Linked DNA regions of Mus musculus: region 2 is linked to region 1. Evidence: chromatin contacts called from public Hi-C data. All regions are on one chromosome and are shown on one strand. Each heading gives the region's core, a stretch centred on a gene start, on an enhancer-like site or on the middle of the called end of the contact. The rest is flanking DNA. Distances are from core to core; before and after follow the strand shown.

What was found. A called contact is a pair of places that touch in the nucleus more often than the background predicts.
Region 2: a contact with region 1 is called in a Hi-C map of nephron progenitors, with 1.8 times the contacts expected there. The contact joins the promoter of 1700017G19Rik here to the enhancer-like site in region 1. A contact is called at or near these places in 4 of 39 promoter capture datasets (the 3T3-L1 cell line, embryonic stem cells and hippocampal neurons) and 6 of 484 Hi-C or Micro-C datasets (the G1E-ER4 cell line, adipose-derived mesenchymal stem cells, embryonic fibroblasts and 3 more).

What each region holds. Positions count from the first base shown.
Region 1 is chr3:40,396,165-40,400,944 of GRCm38.p6, forward strand. No RefSeq gene overlaps it. Among named protein-coding and RNA genes, the nearest start is that of Gm30184, 55 kb to the right of the region's middle. Within about 2 kb of position 2,322, at least 10 of the 459 cell types and tissues checked have an H3K27ac peak or open chromatin away from gene starts, as enhancers often do. A contact at or near this core is called in nephron progenitors, where this site is marked.
Region 2 is chr3:40,521,005-40,525,784 of GRCm38.p6, forward strand. 1700017G19Rik (RIKEN cDNA 1700017G19 gene) reads right to left here and starts at 1,908. Exons shown (of 6, transcript NR_040445.1): 1 at 1,611-1,908; 2 at 382-516.

The DNA.
Region 1 (4,780 bases), core at 1,072-3,571:
CACGGTCTTAAAGACCATAAACTTTAGAGCCCGGCCTTGTAGGTTCCAATGCTGACTTGGCCACTTACTAACACTTACTAATTATGTTAGAGGCACAGAGGAGACTGAGCTAACAAACAAAGGACTCTGGGGGCATCCAGAGGCTCTCCCAGGGAAGTGGTGGCACTCCAGAGCTGAAATGGGACCCAGTGAGAGCAAGAATTGCAGAAGCGGCTGCAAGACAGGAGCTGAAGCTTACAGAAGCCGTTCCACTGCAGGAGCAAACACTGCATGGAAGCACGAGAGGAGATGCATGCCTCCCTTCCCCTCCACCCATCCACACTCCCAGATCCTCCCCTGGCTGAGCCCAGCATTAAAATCAGCTGGAAAGAGGGTTCAGAAAATACTGCTCACAACTGGTAGTCATCTGCCAGGGACAAAGTCAGGGAGGGAAGGGGGCAAATGCAAGCGTCCAGCAAACACACCAGAGAATGTTTATGGGAGACAGAACCGGAACAAATACCGCCCAGGTGGATGTAAGACCAAAACAGAATACACCTTATGGAAAAAGTGCTTGCTCTGCTTACAGCTAAAACCGTTCAAAAGAAGCTCCCATTTGGTCCTAAATCCTAGCTAAAAGATAAGTTAAGTTTGCCTCATTTTATGTCCCTGCTAATTAAGGCTTCTAAGGCCATTTGTCCTGTGTTATGTCCCTGCTAATTAAGGCTTCTATTCACAATCAGGAGCAAGTTCCTGGTTTGACATAAACTGCTTGTAACCCACATTCACTGATGTATATCCTTGCCTTTGTTACTGCTTGGAACCTCCAGTTCACTTGAATTACATCCTTGCCTTTGTTCCTTGTATCCTTTTAACAGAGAGTAACCACCAACCCTCTCACCCCTATGAATACCTTATCTCTCCTATAAGAGGGACTTCAAGGAGCCAGTGGAGATTGCTCGCTCAAACCCTGACTTAGGGAGAGACAGCCAGCTGGCCAGTCTCAAGTACTCCCAAATACAGTTTGCTTTAAATTGAAAAAAAAAAAAAATGTGGACTTGGTCCTTTCTTTCTCGAGAATCTCAGGATTCACCATTTAGTCACAAATAGTAGGTAGTAACACAGAATATGTAATAAACCTGTCTAAGTGTTTTACATTTGTCATGACTGAATCCTCAGAGTGTCCTCGGGAGCCAGGACTATTGTTATCCTTATGAACAGGTAAGGAAACTGAGGCAGAGAAAGTTTAAGGAACCTGCACCAGGTATACAAAGTCTAAGTGCCCAAGTCAGCATTAGAGCCTAATGTGGCCTGGCTCCCAAGTTCATGACCTTCAAGACTGTGTCCCCAGCCTGCTTGTACAGGCTAGTTTTATGTCAACTTAACACAAGCTGAAGCCATTTTAAAGGAAGGAAGCTCGATTGAGGAAACGCCTCCATAAGAGTAGCCTGTGGGCAAGCATACGGGGCATTTTCTTAACTAGTTATTGGTGTGCCGGGGCCCACCAACTGTGGGTGGGTCCGTCTCAGGGCTTATGGTTCTGGGTTCTGTAAGAAGACAGGCTGAGGAAGTGAGCCAGTTTAGCTCTCTTTCACAGCCTCTACATCAGCTCCTGCTTCCAGGTTCCTACCTATGCCTGGTTTGAGTTTCAGTCTTAGCTTCTGGCAATGGTCTGTGATTCGGGATATATAGACCATATAAATCTCCCTCCAAGTTCCTTCTGGTCATGGTATTTCATAACAGCATGAGTAATCCTAACTGAGACAATGCCATATACCTGAGAACCCTGGTTCTACCAGTCTCTCGGACCAGCATCTCTGAATACAAAATCCTCCGAGAAAGTCAAATTTGATGCCTCACGATCTCATGAGGTATTTCCTCCTAATGACGCTGGAAGAGTGTTTGGGATTGTCCCTCTTCTGCCATTCATGAGAAGAAAATCAAACATCATTCCGGGTTTGCATTCAATTCCCACAGGAGTCAGGAATTCTTGGATGAGTGGTAGAGAAGTAATCAAACTACAGTCCGTTTCCACGGAGAAAGCCAGTGGCAGAGAGGGAAACGCTGTGATTTAAAGCCCGAGGAGAGATGTGTTTTCACAAAGAGCAACTGCTGCCTCCGTGACCGATCTGGTCCAGGCTGAGTGTTGACGTTCTTGAGCTAGTAAAATTGCAAAGCTCCTCAGAGACTTCCTTCTTCGAGGCAGAAAGAAACCGATTGGCCGTTTAAGCTGAGGTGGGTACCGCTCATGAGCTTGAAAGGAAGCTGGAATACAGAAGGACTTATTTGAACAAGGCTGCAGTAGTCAAGGGATTGTTACTGCAACTCATCGCGGCCTTCCTGAGAAGTGTGGAAGAGGCCCCCCACTTCCCCTGGCCCATCATAAATCACTCAGACCCACCCCTCCGGGCTAAGACTGCTGCTCCCACCTCTCCCTCTCTTGTTCTTTCATATTTTCATCTCGAATTTCCAGTCTCAGTTAAATGGAATCCAAAATGAAGGGAGAAAGGAGACATTTCTGCCCCTGTTCTTGTCTGAAACTACCTTGAAAAAGAAAAACCCGCTGGATAAGGCTCTCTCTTCCGCGTGTGCTCAAAATGTCTGTGTCACAAATCACTTAGCAGGCACCCAGAAGGTCATATAACTTGAGCTTTGCTCTTTAAAAAAGAGTAAGTGGCTGCCCTAAGTAGATGCAAGCTTTAATATGTATCACAGACTCTCTTGTCCAGAATCTCTCTTGCATGATCTTAGACCAGGACCTCAGATTTCTTAAACATTTGTTAATTTGAACTGTCAGTGAAAGGATTAGCTTAAAGGCTTATATTTAATACCTTTAATATATTTAATTCATTAATATTTTAAGGCACATTTGGAAACCTTATGTACTAGACCTTCATAAGGAGCCTATGATTTATTATATTTTTGTTGTTGTTTCTAGGGATGTGTAACTCAGTTGGGAGAGTGCTTGCCCAGAATTTTTGACTGGGTTCAGTCCCCAGCACCATAGAATTTTGGCTTGGTGCCACACACTTGTAATCCTGGTACTTAGGGGGTGAAGACTGGAGGATCAGGACCAAGGTCATCCTTGGCTACATAGCAAGTCTGGGACAACCTGGGCTACCTGAGATCCTGTCTCAAAACAATTGCTGGTTTCATGACACCAACATTGTTATAATCTGATGGAGCCAGATGGATGGTGGAGGAAGGGTGAATTAACTCCACAGTGGAGCACCCTGGGATACTCCTTCAGCCAGGTGTTCATCATCAACACTGCAAACGATAAGACAAGCCTAAGGTATGCACTCTTGAAAAAGTTACAATCTCTGTAACCTTTCTCCATGTTAGCATTAGGTGCATCCATGGATAGCCAGAAACTGTTTATTGCCAGTTCCCGGACCCAGCGACTATGTCACCTCTAGGCAACAGCACCACTTCTGGGTCCATTGCCATGGCACCCGTCGAACACCTCCCTGCGAATGTGTCACCTCTGTCACGGCTGGATAAAAGACTCAAACCCCTGACACATAATTCTCTCTTATCTTCACATCTTCCCCTTACCCTTCAGAGGTGCCTCTGTTAATAAAGCCTCCCACTTCAGACCTGTGCTGGCTTGGTGTGATTTGTCCAGGAGTATGCTGTTTATTCTAACTCTCCAAAAGAAAACTTACATCCCCAGTCCTAACCTGAGAAACAGAAAAGGGTGGACTGAGGGATATTCTTCACAACGCTTACCATGAAACCCCTAAAATGCCAAGGCTATCAGAGACAAGAGTGTCTGAAAACTGTCACAGTGAAGAGGAAGAGAAGACAACAAGACAGTTAAATACAATGTGGTTCCAGAGATAGAATCCCAGGACAGAAAGAGGGAGTTAGGTGAAAAACGTAAGACAGTCCATGTGATTGTGTGTCCATACTGAGAATGCCATATAATACCAGTTCGTTCATGGCAGCAAACGTGCTGTGCTCAGAGACATTAGTGGCTGGAGACACTGAGAATTCTCAGAGCCGTTTAGTTTTCCTGTACATCCGAAAACTGTTCTAGAGCATAGCATTCTGTTTTTAAAATGAAATGAGAAAATATGCTAACTATGTCTTGTAAACCAGGCCATTGTCACTACAACGATGATGTCAGTGATGGCTAGAGCTATGTTCTGGCGACAATCTGAGTGTCACTGAACAATAATAGTCCACAAAAGGGTTTTCTTGGCTGAAATTTCTTCTGCGGTATTCAAGAATTCCATTTTCTGAAAAATCATGAATTTTGAAATATGTAACTTCCAAAAATGGTTTTGCTTCCTCCAAATGAGTTTCAGAAGGTATTCAATTGCTCCTCAGCCACACTGTGACGTGTTTCCCAGCGTCCATCAGATGCCCAACTCAATGCTAAGGAGAGGAAAACAGAGATTAGCCCTCTCTCATAGAGCCAACCTGCTCAAAATTAAAATAAATTAGCAATTCCGATTCCTGCAGTGAAGGAAAACATCACCTACCCTGCCTCTGTAGTCCTCACAGATACCAGCAACCTTCCTTCATGAAGGTGGACTTTGCTCTCCAGCAATCTTATCTCTATCTGGCCATATTGCCCACCACACTGTCCACATTCACAGCTAGGCTAACAAACTCTTGAGGACACAGCTTTATACACAATTGTCATTCTGGCCTAAAAAGGTATAATGCCCGCTCACAACATGAATGAAGGAAATACCTAGTTCATATTTTTATGGAGTGATAAATCTTTAAAGGAAGTTTATGAGCTCAGATTCCTGAAAAGACTAAAGGAAGCCTTTGGTGCTCTGTGCTC
Region 2 (4,780 bases), core at 658-3,157, 120 kb after region 1:
TAATAAAATTTGAATAACTAAAGTGTTTTACACATTATAGTATATTGCTTAAATAATAGATATCACAGTATTATATGATCAGAGAGGTGAAGATCAAAGTGGTGAAGATCAGAGAAGTACCTGTAAATTTTTTGGATATACATAGTGTGCCCATGTGGCCTCCTTTCCAGCTAATAACACCCTAAAGCAGTTGCAAGAGTCATTCTCAAAGACGCAACATACAATTTGTCTCAAGAGCCACTCCTGTGTGTGCCTACAAAGAGCTTCTATTTCTACAATATAAACTCCATTTGCACATGCATCCAGTGCCCCTGAGGAGTGAGTGCCCTTGTTGGTAATGGCCCTTCTGGAGAAAGAAAACAGGAAACGGATATAATTTACCTGGGAAGGTGCCAAACTGCAGTGCTCCAGTGTGTCTGCCGTAACTCTCTACATACCAGCAATCATTCCAAGAAGTCGTGGAAAGAATAAGAACCATCCGGCTGTTCATCTTCTGTAGAACTGACACTCCACAATCTGAGGACCAAGGAATGGGCACAGAAGACAACCTTGGCCAGACTCTAACCCAGGAATACGAAGCTTGGACCAAACGGGGGGGGGGGGGGGGAATGGTGTTCCTCAGATGACCTGAGCTGACTCCCTGTACCCACCCAAGCCCTGTGCATTCCTGAGCGTCTCAGATTGTCACTCTCTTCTTGCTTAGATTAAGCAGAGTGCAATATCAAGTATTTCATAGTAACGTCATATGTTTCAGGATTGCATAAGACATAAAGAAGAGTTGGGCGCTATCATTTTATGTTTTAATTACAAATGAATAAGTCAGGCAGGATATAATATCAAGATTATAGTCTTAAAATATAATTTGTAGAGACAAATTAACAGGTTTTTTTAAAAAAAAAAAAAGGACTGAAAGAACACCAAAAATTCTATTGGAGAAAAAAATGTTATTTATTGCTTGTCTACAAAGATGTCCGCTTTCATCCCCTGCTTCCGCAGTCAGGCAGTACCAAATGACCTTCCTTTACCCCTGTTTTTCTGCTTCCTACAGGTCAGGCACTCAAATTAACTCATAGTTATTCTGTCTTAACCTTTGAAGTGTAATTAAATAACATGATTTTTATTAGTAAATAATCCACATAATTTACAGAGCAGGAGGAAAGGAAAGTCAATATTTCTATTTAAATAATTGATTCAGAATATTTCAAAGACATCTCTGAGTCAGGCTCATACCTGTAAGCCCAACACCTAGGGGTAGAAACAGAAGGAATAGGAGGTCAAGCCCAGCTATGTAGCAAGTTCAAAGCCAGTGTTGCCTGCAGAGGTGGGGGATGGGGTGGGGGTATTGGGGTGAGGGGTGGAGGTGTGAGGGAGTGGGGTGCAAATAATTCCTAATAAAAGATTAAGATGCCTAATTGTTTTCTTTAGCAGATAATTTCATAAAAATAAAGTTAGCAATAATAATAAAACCTCAGTAGACAAATGTGCTTCGTTTTAAATGTTCTCAAGTGGGTTTTGGGGGGAAGGGGATGTTTTGTTTTGCCTTCAATCTAAGATGGATATTTGTTTCTCTGCCAGATACAGAAACAAGCTAAAGAAGGCATGTGACTCACCCAGGTTTGAGGTCACCCAGCAGCAAGGCAGAGGCTCTCTCTGAACTCTCCACCCCCTTGCTGTGTTGTTTGTTTCCTTTCTGCCTCTGCCTCTCGACCTTATTTTCCTAGGGTCCTGGCACCATGTGGTGTCAGGGGACAAGCAAGAGTGCGGTAGACCGTTCTGCAGTTTTTAAAGCTGTAACTACCGTGGCTTTTCTGTCAAGAACCATAAACCTTCTTCTGCCCCGGCACAACACGGACAGTCCTCAGTGGCGGTACAATAGCATGCTTCCCATTTCAGTGATAAAAGTCCAACGAATCTGTCTCCCTAGAGGAACTGGCCCTTATGCTTAAACGTAACAATCAACATGATGCGTTGTGCGTTTACGGAGATGACACCCATGGCTCTTCACAGAAGTGTGATTCTAGAAGGGGATTTGACTTGACGCATCGCACCGTCAGGGTTATACAAAAGCCATCGTGGCTGCAGTGACGTAAGGCAGAGGCTACGTCAGAAGTACTGCCTGTGATCTTGGAGCTTCTGAGCCCACCGGTATTCTAGAACACCTGCCCTTTCAGCACTAGGTACTGATAACAAGGTAGTCCAAATCCTAGAATCTAAGTCTCCTGTCTCCACATCCTCACTTTCCATGAGACTTTCAGATGGGATCTCAAGATAGTCTTAGAGAAGCAGGCACCAAAGCAGAGTCGAATATACAAGGATTCTGTAAAGGGAAATGTTTGCATGAAAAGAAGGAACTAAAAGTCCAGGACAGCTGTCCTAAGTGGACAGAGTCCATCTTTCCCCCAGGGTGCGGTCTATCTCAGCCCTCCTGTGCTAGGTCAGCAGCCTAGGGGAGGCGTGACCTCACCAGGAGCCAAAGAAAGTAGGGATTTCACCCCTACTGTCCGTCCGGTGTAATTTCCCCATCACACGCAGTGTGCAGGGAAGGTGTGAAAGAGAAGTCTCTAGAACCTTCCAGTATTAAAACAAGACACTTCCCCCCCCCCAAAAAAATAGATAATCGTAAGATGGACTAATTCCATATGATTCAGGAGCTGCATCAACAGCTTTGCTGTAGAGGATTCCAAATCAGCAAATACAAATTGGACATTACTTCTGAAAACCACAAGGTGGCGCTCTTTTGCTTTTTTTAAACCTAAAAGGGGATTTTTCTTTCTTTCTTTCTTTCTTTCTTTCTTTCTTTCTTTCTTTCTTTCTTTCTTTCTTTCTTCCTTCCTTCCTTCCTTCCTTCCTTCCTTTCGTCCTTTCTTAATTTAACATGGGTTATGCTGATTGTTTGAAATCTCTTAAATCATCTTTTAAAATCACCTGAATGATTTCACATCGTATTTACAAACTACTTGTAAACCTGATTTTTCTCCCAGTTATCACAGACTGATCAAATTGCAATGCTATTTTTTAAAAAAGCCACCAAGACAAAATAAACAATTAAATCACTAAAATAAAGTCAAAGATAAATTGCTTTTTAAATTAAATTTTTAGGTTGGCATGAAAAGTGGTGGGTTTCAGATCTTCAAGCTTTTTAAGGGAGGCACTTTTTCAATTGCATTGTCTCCCCAGCCCAAAAACAGTATTCTTAACAACCTTTCTGTGCCCACTCCCCAAAGAAGGCAGCACACAAAACACACACTGCAGCCCATGGCCTGGACCAGGAGAAGGAATGTGTTAGGAGGAGGATGGTTTGTGCTGTGCTTTACGGCGCTTTCATTATGATCCCAGGGAAAGATCTTTAAAAGAATATTGTAATAAAAATGCCTAAATATAAGAATAAAATCAGTGACACCAGTGAGAGACCTGCTAAGGATGGAGTTAGAAATCCAGTTTTTACTTTCAGCTGGTATTTAATGATTGCACAGACCACGGGACACAGTGTGAGATGATGCATGCGTGTCCTCATCTGTTTCTTGTCGCTGAGACAGAGTACTGACGGGATGAACTAGGGAAGGAAGGGTCTCGGGAGCCTCAGCAAGAGAATCTAACAGCTGATGCAGTCTAGGAGATAGAAAAGACCCTGCCATGAAGCTACACTCCACCTGACCCGAGACGCCACAGAAGGGGAGTGTGGAACAAAATTAAAATTAAATTAAAATTTTAAAACAAGGTTTTAAGGAGGAGTTTGCTTTTACAGAGAATGGCAGGTGAGAGAGGATGTCAAATTCTAAACGTTGTGTTTTCAGCCTAGCTAGGGGAAAGGTGAATAACGTAGTCTGCTCTCTGCTCTGTGAGGAACACTACGAACAGGAGCAACTTGGAAAGGGTTTATTTGGCTTGCAGGTTTCAGTCTGTCATCCAGGTAAGTCGAACTCGGGACAGGAACCTGGAGGCAAGAGCTGAAGTAGAAACCACAGACACACCGCTTACTAGCTTGCTTTCCTAGGTTGGCTCAGCCTGCCTTCTCTTACTACCCAGGCTCATTACCCAGGGATGACGTCACCCACAGTGGGATGGGTCCTCCCGGTGGGCCCTCCCACATCCATCTGTAACCAAGAAAATACCCTACAGACATGCATACAGGCCAATCTGATGGAAGTTATTTCTCAGTTGAGGTTCCTCTTCCAAGGTAACGCTAGGTAGTATGAAATTGCCAAAAAATAATCAAGACAGTGATCATAAAAGATCAGAGGAGTTTGTGAGAACCGAGTTGCCGAAGGTCTTCCAACAAAACTAAGAAGTCTTCGTTTCCTCCAAGAACCATGGAAAAACTCCATGCTGTGAGTTAAACAGATGCAATAGCTAACTTATGAGTGCTCACTATCCAAAGGAACAACATGTTGAAAAATCAGGAATATCCAAGCAAGATAAACAGATTTGACAAGATTCATTTGATTTTTGTTATCCATTATGGGTGGGGAGATGGCTCAGCGTTTAAGACACATGATGATGGCTCACAAGCATCTGGAACTCCAGTTCCAGGGACCGGATGCCCTCTTCTGGTCGCTTCAGGTACTGCATGCACATGGTGAACCGATATGTAGGCAAAATGCCCATATATATATATATATATATAATTAAAACAATAATAATATTGGGATACAGGATCCATATTCAGTGCCAATGAGTTTTTCACACTAGCTCATTTTAAAAATTTTGAGACTTTCTCCTCTAGGTGTAATACCCTATTACCCTCATACCCTTAAATGAATTACTATATTAAAAGAAAGTG